3 separate regions of the Mus musculus genome follow, and all the other regions are linked to region 1. A link is a contact called in public HiChIP or PLAC-seq data. All regions are on one chromosome and are shown on one strand. The core of a region is the stretch at or near the end of the contact, and the rest is flanking DNA. Distances in the headings are between cores, read along the strand shown.

Evidence for each region. HiChIP or PLAC-seq counts read pairs in DNA pulled down with a chosen protein or histone mark.
Region 2: a contact with region 1 is called in a FOXA1 HiChIP or PLAC-seq map of pancreatic cancer cells. The contact joins the promoter of Apob here to the enhancer-like site in region 1. A contact is called at or near these places in 10 of 39 promoter capture datasets (the 3T3-L1 cell line, 3T3-L1-derived adipocytes, the HPC-7 cell line and 4 more), 9 of 484 Hi-C or Micro-C datasets (the G1E-ER4 cell line, the HPC-5 cell line, bone marrow-derived macrophages and 6 more), 1 of 115 datasets of contacts at active chromatin or transcription factors (pancreatic cancer cells) and 3 of 9 other capture datasets (adipose tissue, embryonic stem cells and pancreatic islet).
Region 3: a contact with region 1 is called in an HNF4G HiChIP or PLAC-seq map of pancreatic cancer cells. The contact joins two enhancer-like sites. A contact is called at or near these places in 4 of 484 Hi-C or Micro-C datasets (the HL-1 cell line, embryonic fibroblasts, liver and 1 more), 2 of 115 datasets of contacts at active chromatin or transcription factors (embryonic stem cells and pancreatic cancer cells) and 3 of 9 other capture datasets (adipose tissue, embryonic stem cells and pancreatic islet).

Annotation. Positions count from the first base shown.
Region 1 is chr12:8,221,865-8,224,650 of GRCm38.p6, reverse strand. The region is part of intron 2 of Ldah (lipid droplet associated hydrolase); the gene reads right to left. Among named protein-coding and RNA genes, the nearest start is that of Gm33037, 15 kb to the right of the region's middle. Within about 2 kb of position 1,405, at least 19 of the 459 cell types and tissues checked have an H3K27ac peak or open chromatin away from gene starts, as enhancers often do. A contact at or near this core is called in the HL-1 cell line and pancreatic cancer cells, where this site is marked.
Region 2 is chr12:7,976,243-7,979,028 of GRCm38.p6, reverse strand. Apob (apolipoprotein B) reads right to left here and starts at 1,352. Exons shown (of 29, transcript NM_009693.2): 1 at 1,169-1,352; 2 at 778-816. The coding sequence starts at 1,250.
Region 3 is chr12:8,088,727-8,091,512 of GRCm38.p6, reverse strand. The region is part of intron 1 of Gm33037 (a long non-coding RNA gene); the gene reads left to right. Among named protein-coding and RNA genes, the nearest start is that of Apob, 110 kb to the right of the region's middle. Within about 2 kb of position 1,417, at least 49 of the 459 cell types and tissues checked have an H3K27ac peak or open chromatin away from gene starts, as enhancers often do. A contact at or near this core is called in the HL-1 cell line and pancreatic cancer cells, where this site is marked.

The DNA of each region.
Region 1 (2,786 bases), core at 156-2,655:
TAGTTATCAACTCGTTATGTGAGGTGTATATCACCCTCATACCAAAAGCAGATGTGACTTCTAGAAAAACAGAACTACAAGTCAGTATTCCAATGAATACACATGAAAAATTCGAATCTAAAGGCTAGCAAATTGGATCCATTAAGATGTTTTAAAAAGTACATTATGTACATTATGACTAAACAGAGGTGACTGTAGATGACAGGATTCATTTAACATTACAAATAGATTTTACTTATCATGTTTATAAGCTGAATGAGTCACATACTCATCTTGGAGTAAAATTGGAACTTACAGTTTGTCAGGAGTGTATTTAGTAATAATATAGGTACAATTTTAAACATACTGACCATGAAACACTGAATCAGAATGCCTACCCTCGATATACAGTCTTTACACATAGTGACACTAGTCTCTTTCCATTAATGTCTACTTGGCTTTGTATTTACCCTCTCTTTCACCTTTAAGTCAGGGTTTCTCACACTCTAGAACATCCTGGCCTGGTATTTACCATGAATCCAGGGCTGTCCTCGAACTCCAAGCAATCCTCTTGGCTCAGCCTGTCAAGTGCTGGGATCATAGTCATGTGCCACCACGCTGACCATTTCTCCACCAAATTTATCTACCTCTGTGTAGGGAAGGTTCTCTCCTCTCAGCTGGTGTGGTGCTGGGGTCCACTTACCACCATCTTCATATTTCACTGCGCCTATCTCGGAGGACTGGGCAGGTCTGACCTCTTTACCCTTGTTCTTAGCAACCTTCTGAAAATGAAGGTTCTATACAACCACGGATGGACAGCGTTTAGAGAGCAACACACAGTGCAACACAAGGAGGCTGCTGAAGATAGCACACCTGGAGAGGCCACAGAACTCCAGATGCCTTCCCCTGTAAACACGCACCCCAACTTTCATGACAGTTCATGTAGATGAGCTCCCAAAGACAGGGTAATGGAATGCCACCAACTAAGGAGCACAACAAGCCTAGGCGTCTCTGGAATCTCACAGAAATGACTGAGGCCACAGAGGAAAGAGACCATGGGACCAGGAATGTGTCCCACTTCCCTCCATCTGCAGTGCACCTGGCAACAGCTTCCTCTACTTCCTCGGCACACAGGAAGCATAGCTTCCCTGTGGGCTCTCTGCCCCTTGAACCTTTTCAGTAGAGCTCTCACTACTCTGTAACACCTCACACACCTCAGTGGCAGAGGCGATTGTTTTGGTCTTTGCAGACTACACAGAAGAGACAGTAAGTGAAGCGAGTCCCTAGGTGGGGCATTCAGTGGGCAGCACCTCACTCAGCTACTTCACAGACCTTAGGACTTACTTGCCAATGCCATCCTAACCCTTCTCAGCCACTCATGTATGCCCTGAGAAGCGGGATACCTAAGTGACACTCCTCTTGTCATGCCCATGTTAAGTGATTGCGAAATCCAGCTGGGCTGAGTCACTACCTCTGCCCCATAATTCATCACAGTTATCAAATCCAAAAGGACTTATTTGCATTAAGTTTAAGCAGCAAATTCCTCTTTTACGCATGACTGTGACACCCCCAGCGTTTCTGCATCAGAAGTCAATGGCAGGGCAAAGGGACCTGTGTCCTCAGGCGCTGATTCCCATGCAGGCACTACTTGTAAGAACTAGAAGCGTAGGTCCTTTCATTAGCTGGAAGTGGCTAACAGCCTAAGCACCCCTAACTCTGAGGACTCCCCATGAATCTTGGGCCCTTTCACGCTGTACTCCCAATATGTCTGCCATTTCATTGTGAAGCTGATGAAAAATTTATATACTTTTATTTTTTTAATTTAATTCCTTTCATTCAGTATATAGGCTATTCTACTGTCCCCACTCTCCACTAGAGTCACTCTCAGAAAGAAACTTCAACCCTTAATGGGAGACAGCCATGTGGTGGGCAGGGATGATTTCAGTTTCCTCTTAAATCCTTTCATATTTTGTCCATTTCAGTTGCCAAATTTCCCTCCTCCCAGTTTCAGGAAGATACTGTGCTTCCAGTCCATGATCGTGAGTCTATTATTTTCTGTACCCCATCTTCATCAAACCTCTGCTACATGGAGCAGCACCCAATATGCTGATAACTTCAAGCTCTCCCTGCTGGTAGAGTACATCTATTTTTTATTTTATCACATGCTATGAGACCGAGTTTCAAAAAGAATCTTGGGCTGGAGAGATGGCTCAGCAGTTATGATCACTGACTGCTCTTCCAAAGGTCCCGAGTTCAAATCTCAGCAACCGAATGGTGGCTCACAACCATCCATAATTTGAAATCTGATGCCCTCTTCTGGTGTGTCTGAAGACAGCTATAGTGAACTTACATATAATAATAAATAAATCTTAAAAAAAGAGAGATGCTGAGTCCAAGACAGTGTCTTTTTCTCCTTCCATACGTTACACACACTCAGACCACCATGCCACACCCCCAACCTTACACAACTCTTGGATAGGCTGCACTATTTGCAAGATTGCTCCTCTGCACGTCTCAGGAAATAACCGAAGCACTTCACCAACAGTGAGAGAATATCAAGAGTGCAGTGTGAGCTCTAGGAAAGGGATCTAACCTGACACAGAGTAATGAGAAATGTTGACCAATACCTAGCACACGCTGGTCAGCACAAACTGGACTTAGATATTAAGGGAGGGAAAGAAGTTAGGAGTGGATGGGGAGGTGAGAGAGATCTGGGAGGAGAATATGATCAAAACACATTATATAAAATTCTCAAAGAACTAATAAAACTATCATGTTTTAAAAGATAGTGTTTGACTTAAACCTTG
Region 2 (2,786 bases), core at 103-2,602, 250 kb after region 1:
CAAGCATCGATTAAATGGAACTGCAGAAATCCATGTGATGAGCCTTTGAAATTTTAAGTTATCAAAGGGACAGGGCTAAGTGTTTTCTCAGTTTGAAAATGCTATCGTGACTAGAACCTATGAAGTACCGGACACAAAGTTAGCTGTTAAGGCTGTCTGGTTGACTTCTAGAAACCCCCTCCATAAAAAGAAACTTCTGGCAGATTCCACTGTCCATGACAGGAATTTTTTGATTGTGAGAAAAATAACTGGTTAGGAACCCGGATGTAGTACTGCCATATGGCCACCAGATGGAGATGCTGCCCCATCAGAGGAGAGGCCAATCCTAGCGCTCTGCGGAGGAAGCTGGGTATTGCGGCAAAGCCTGATCCTCTGACCCCTAGGGTAGAGTAAATAGGAAGGGGTGGAGGGGTCTGGTGTTCTGCACAAAGGTTAAAGTCGGCATTTCTTCATCCTCACATACTCTGAATCAGTGATTAGTCATCGATAAACAGCACAGCAATGTCTCTCTACAGTGCCCACAGTCTCATCGCTACCCCACTTCAGAACCAAGTCTTGGTACAGACAAGAAAGGCAATACACAAAGAGCAGAGATCCTTTGTTGGAGGAGTCTGGGTGCACAGAGACTCAAAGTCTTCACTTGCAGGGGTCTGAGCAGTGCTTCCTAATCCGAGCAAGCAAACGGGTTCTACGTGGGAGGAACGGGGGCACAGGAGGGTGGATGGAGAGGAGCGTCAGGGTGAGAAGTACCAAGGCGGCCAGTGAAAAATGCCTTACTTGGACAGCTGAAGCTTAAGTTTTCCAGGACTTCATCTTCTGTAAGAGAAAAGGAGAACCTTGGCTTTCTTGTGTTTTCCAGTGGGTTCCATGGCCTGACAGGAGGGAGCCCTCACAACCTAAATTATCTTAGAGCTATCCAGAGCCTTCTTTCTAACTCCCCTGTACAGTGCCCTCACCCGGAACCCAGGAGCCTGCTAGATCTTGTTTTTTTCATCACCCCCCGCCCCCTCCCTAGGACCCTGCGGCTGCCTTCCCTCTCACCTAGCCCAAGCTACCTAATAGCCAGCCTGCCACCAGTTTCTACCCCAGGATGTAACTGGTGGTCTGTAGCACAGCCCAGCGCTCTGTCCCCACGCTGGCTTTCTCCCAGGCTTCCACCCTAACTCACGAGCCCAGACGCTGGTGTCCAAGAACAGTAGCAGGAACAGCAGCAGTAACGGCGTCCGCAGGGCAGGCTTTCGTGGGCCCATGGCGGATGGATGGTGGGGTGGCTTCCTGGCTGTGGCCTGGCCACGGGCCTAGCCCCTGCTGCTTGCTCTACAGGGTCTTCGGAGGCGGAGCTCAGGCAGGTACTTGATCCACTGCAGGCACTGATGAGACTGCCTGGCCCTTTGAAAAGTGCTCCATTTATAGGAGGAGCTGGCTTAAGGAGAATTGCCAAAGGTCCAAAGGGCACGGCCCGGGCCTGTTTGCTTTTCCATACAAGCGCATTTCTAGGTGGATAAGACTGGATCTGATGGTGGTCTCACTGCTGGTTCAAACGCCGCCACCTGGGGCTCCCCCCACCCCCGAACTTGTGTTTCTTTCCTCAGGGGGTCGCAGGTCGATAGTGGACTTATTATCCCGTCAGCATGCCCTGACTTTCTCCAGGAGACCACCAACCATAGGGATGATGTCATACCCTGTACCCCGCTCCTGCTCTGACTCCGGAGCCCTTTGGAAAAATGTTCTTTACGCACTGGTGGGGGCTTCTTCCTAAGCTCCTTCCCATTTTGGTGGACTTTGGTTTTGAATAAACAATCCTGTCCTAACTAATTTAGCAAGGTGGGAAGAGAAAGGGGGAAGTCTGGTGTGTGCTTGGGTTTGGTGTCCAAGTCTCACAGAAAACTAGTGAAGAGGGGGGCCCAGAGATGATCAGCTCCCGGGGTCCACTGTGGGCAGCGCCAGTCATGGAAGAAAGCTGGTGGGGTGGAATTGTGATGGTCTGGAAGGCGAATGTCTGTGATGGGCTGTGTGGTCTTAGCACCTCCAGTCTAGTGGCGAGGCAATCTGCCCCACAGACAGGGAGCTTTGGGTGAGCAGGGCATGGCGAACATCACTCTGTATGGGTGTTTGGAGCCAGAGGAGTGGAAATGGGTCGTAGCCTAGGGACAAAAGTCGTTAGAGTATGTCAGGTGTGTGTGTGTGTGTGTGTGTGTGTGTGTGTGCGTGTATATATAGGTTCATGGGCATGCACGCATAGAAATGCATGAACCTGTGTACATGCATACAGAGGCCATAAGCCAACTTTGAGTGTTTTTTTTTTTTTTTTTTTTTTTTAAAGATTTATTTATTATATGTGAACACAATGTAGCTGTCTTCAGACACACCAGAAGAGGGCATCAGATCTTATTATAGATGGTTGTGAGCCACCATGTGGTTGCTGGGATTTGAACTCAGGACCTTCGGAAGAGTAGTCAGTGCTCTTAACCACTGAGCCATCTCTCCAGCCCTTGAGTGATTTTCAAAATCACTCTTTACCTTAGCTTTTGAGGCACTGATCCTGGAACTCGCTAACTAGCTTGACTTGACCAGCTGCAGCAAGCTCCAAGGACTGTGTGTCCAAGTCCTCAGCCCTGGGGCTCCAAGAGTATGCTGTGTCTGTCTTTATCCAGTGAGCGCTGTACTCAGGTCCTCTTGGTCATAGGGCAAGCACTTTCTGTCCAGGACCTACAGTGTGGCACTTCTGCTTGATTCATGTGGCAAGCTTCTTTTGGAATCGTTCAAATGTTCTGATGAGTCTCCCC
Region 3 (2,786 bases), core at 168-2,667, 130 kb after region 1:
AATAACTGTTCTTTCTTCATCTTCCCCTCCAATTAATCATTTGTTGGTTAATAGGCATCTTGCCCAAAAGAAAAGGCCCCAGGAGACAGATGGCTTTTCTCATCTCAGAAGCGCTGGGATTTGGCTCCCCTGGATTTCCTGTCTTCACAGACCTTCTCCTTGACTCTCAAGTAACAGGAGTCTGGCTTACAACCTGGGCTTAGTGCAGTTTACAAGTTTGGGCTTACTCAGTGGCATGGGAGATGGCTTTCAGTTTGTAGGACTGGCCTTCTGATGGCACAACTCCAGGACTGGAGAGTCAGAACAACAACTGAAAACAAATTATGCATAAAGGATGCTGAGGATCCCTGGGGTTTCCATCCCAGGCCCAAAGAACTGTCCTTTGTAGTCACTGGCACTCTGGGCGTTTGAGGGCAGGACCGCCACCATCGATAGGGCTGTGGGATCAGTCTAAGGGTAAGGAAGGATGGCCATTCGCCTTTGTTCCATGTGCCAGCCCTGGCTATGAACTGCATCTTTTCAAAGCAGGGGCAGGCAACCTATGGTTCATGAGTCAAATCAGGTCTACTATCTCTACAGATTAAAGCCGTTTTGGAACATGTTATGCCCAGGTCTACTATCTCTATAGATTAAAGCCGTTTTGGAACATGTTATGCCCAGGTCTACTATCTCTATAGATTAAATAAAGTCATTTTGGAACATGTTATGCCCAGGTCTACTATCTCTACAGACTAAAGTCATTTTGGAACATGTTATGCCCAGGTCTACTATCTCTACAGACTAAAGTCATTTTGGAACATGTTATGCCCAGGTCTACTATCTCTACAGACTAAAGTCGTTTTGGAACATGTTATCCCGTTTCCTGTTTGTGGCTGCCTTTGCTTTCTGTTATAACAGAACATTGAGTCGCTGTGAGAGGGCTCTCATTGTCTGCAAAGCCCAAATCATTGACCTTGACAGATGAGGTTTGGAGACAAATGATCTGGAGGCACAGGCACCTTTTTCTAATTTTCACAAGACTTTGACTTCCTGCCAAGGTGCCGTTTCACCCCAGTGATGATAAGCCTGCCTTTTTCTCATCACAGAGGTGCCTTCTGAGCTGATAACACTCTCAAGAGGCAACTCTAGTCCTGCCTCTAAGGACTCCCCTAAGAAGCCTTAGGGGAGCCAGGACTCTTGGGCCTTTACCCCAGCCTACTGCAGGCAGTTGCTGGACTCCAGAGCCAGCTCTAGGATGCCCAGCCACAGGCTTATTACCCAGCTAGGCTGTTCAGGGAGCTAGGGACTGGCTATTGCAGCTCCCAGAGGGGACACAAAAGCTTTCCTTGTTCTTTTTTTCAAATAGCTATGAAAGAGAAGGTTTGGCTTTGGCGCATTGTCACTGGCCATTCCAGGAAAAAAAAAAAAAAGTGCAAACTGTCTCATGACTTATTAACCACTTGTTTACACAGCAGGGATGATTGACACGGCTTATTTTTCTGCGGTTTTTCTTCTAATCTAAAGTGAAACATGAACTGTAGAATTCGTATGGTTCTCTTCACCTTTTGCAACCCAGAACCTGAGAAGGAAGTGCTGTTGGTCCTTTCGGTTGCCCAGACCCCATGGAACCCACTTAAAAGGACTGTGGAGTTGAAATCCCAAAGTATCCCTTATGTTCTTCAGGGAATCCCTGGATACAGCAAGACCAATGGGTTGTAGAATGGAAGGATGGAAGGAAATCAGAGGTGCCCTGCCTCTTGCCAGCTCTGGAATCCTCTGTCAGGCAGTTGAGAAACAACTCCAGTGAGGGCTGTGTGGCAGTTTTCCCAGGGTTCCTAGGAATTGGTGCTTCCTTTTCTCCTCAGCCTCCTGTGGGCAGGGTGTGTATGTCAGCAAAGGGTGTGAGCCCTTGTGATTCGGATTCCAGGGACTGGGGGCCTGGTAAGGATCATCATGCCCCTTTCAGCTTGCCTAACATGTGACTTTTACAAAGTTCTCATTAACGATCTTGTTGTGGCCCCCCTCCTCCGAGACAACATTGTTCTTCATATTCCATTAATTGCTGTATATCCCTGATAATTAAAGAAAAGTCTGTGGAATGGAAGGATAAATTGGATGGTCTGAACATCCTCAAAGAAACAGCATAATGGGTGCCTAAGAAGTTTTGGAAAAAAGAAAATAACTAAGCTAAAATCTGACAGTCTTGTTAAATTGTGCCACAAAGTGCCTTTGTGAAGCTGACTACACAGAATTTGAGCAAAAATGGGCAGAGCAGAGCAAAGTTTATGAGCACACTCTGGTGTTTGAGGCAGGGGAAGCTGTATCTGGGTAAGGAACTGCTTCTAGGTGCAGGGATATTATGGCTGTATTCCTTGGGAGACTGGGCTTTCTCCAGGACAGGGACTGTAGGACAAAGCACTGCTAGGTCACTTCTAAGGAGTCCACAGCGTTTGTCAAGCTCTAAGAGGACATACTTCATTCTTTCCTTCTTCTTGGTCTTAGGCCCCAACCTATGCTTAGAACCCCTGGGAATTGTGGGAGCTCTAGGACCTGGCCTAAATGGATCATGCAGGATATATCTGATCTCAGGATCTGTCTGAAGCCTGCTTTCTTTGAGAATTCCTGCTGTAATATCTATTCTTTATGCTCCCCCACCCCCAAATAAATATCTATCTCATCATTCCTGGAGAACCTCCATTGGCTATTGGATTCCTTTGTGGGAAAATAACTAGCCCTACTCAGCAAGAAAATCAATTCTCCTGGAGAAGTTAGAGGAGTATAGCTGCTATCAGGATACACTTAACTGA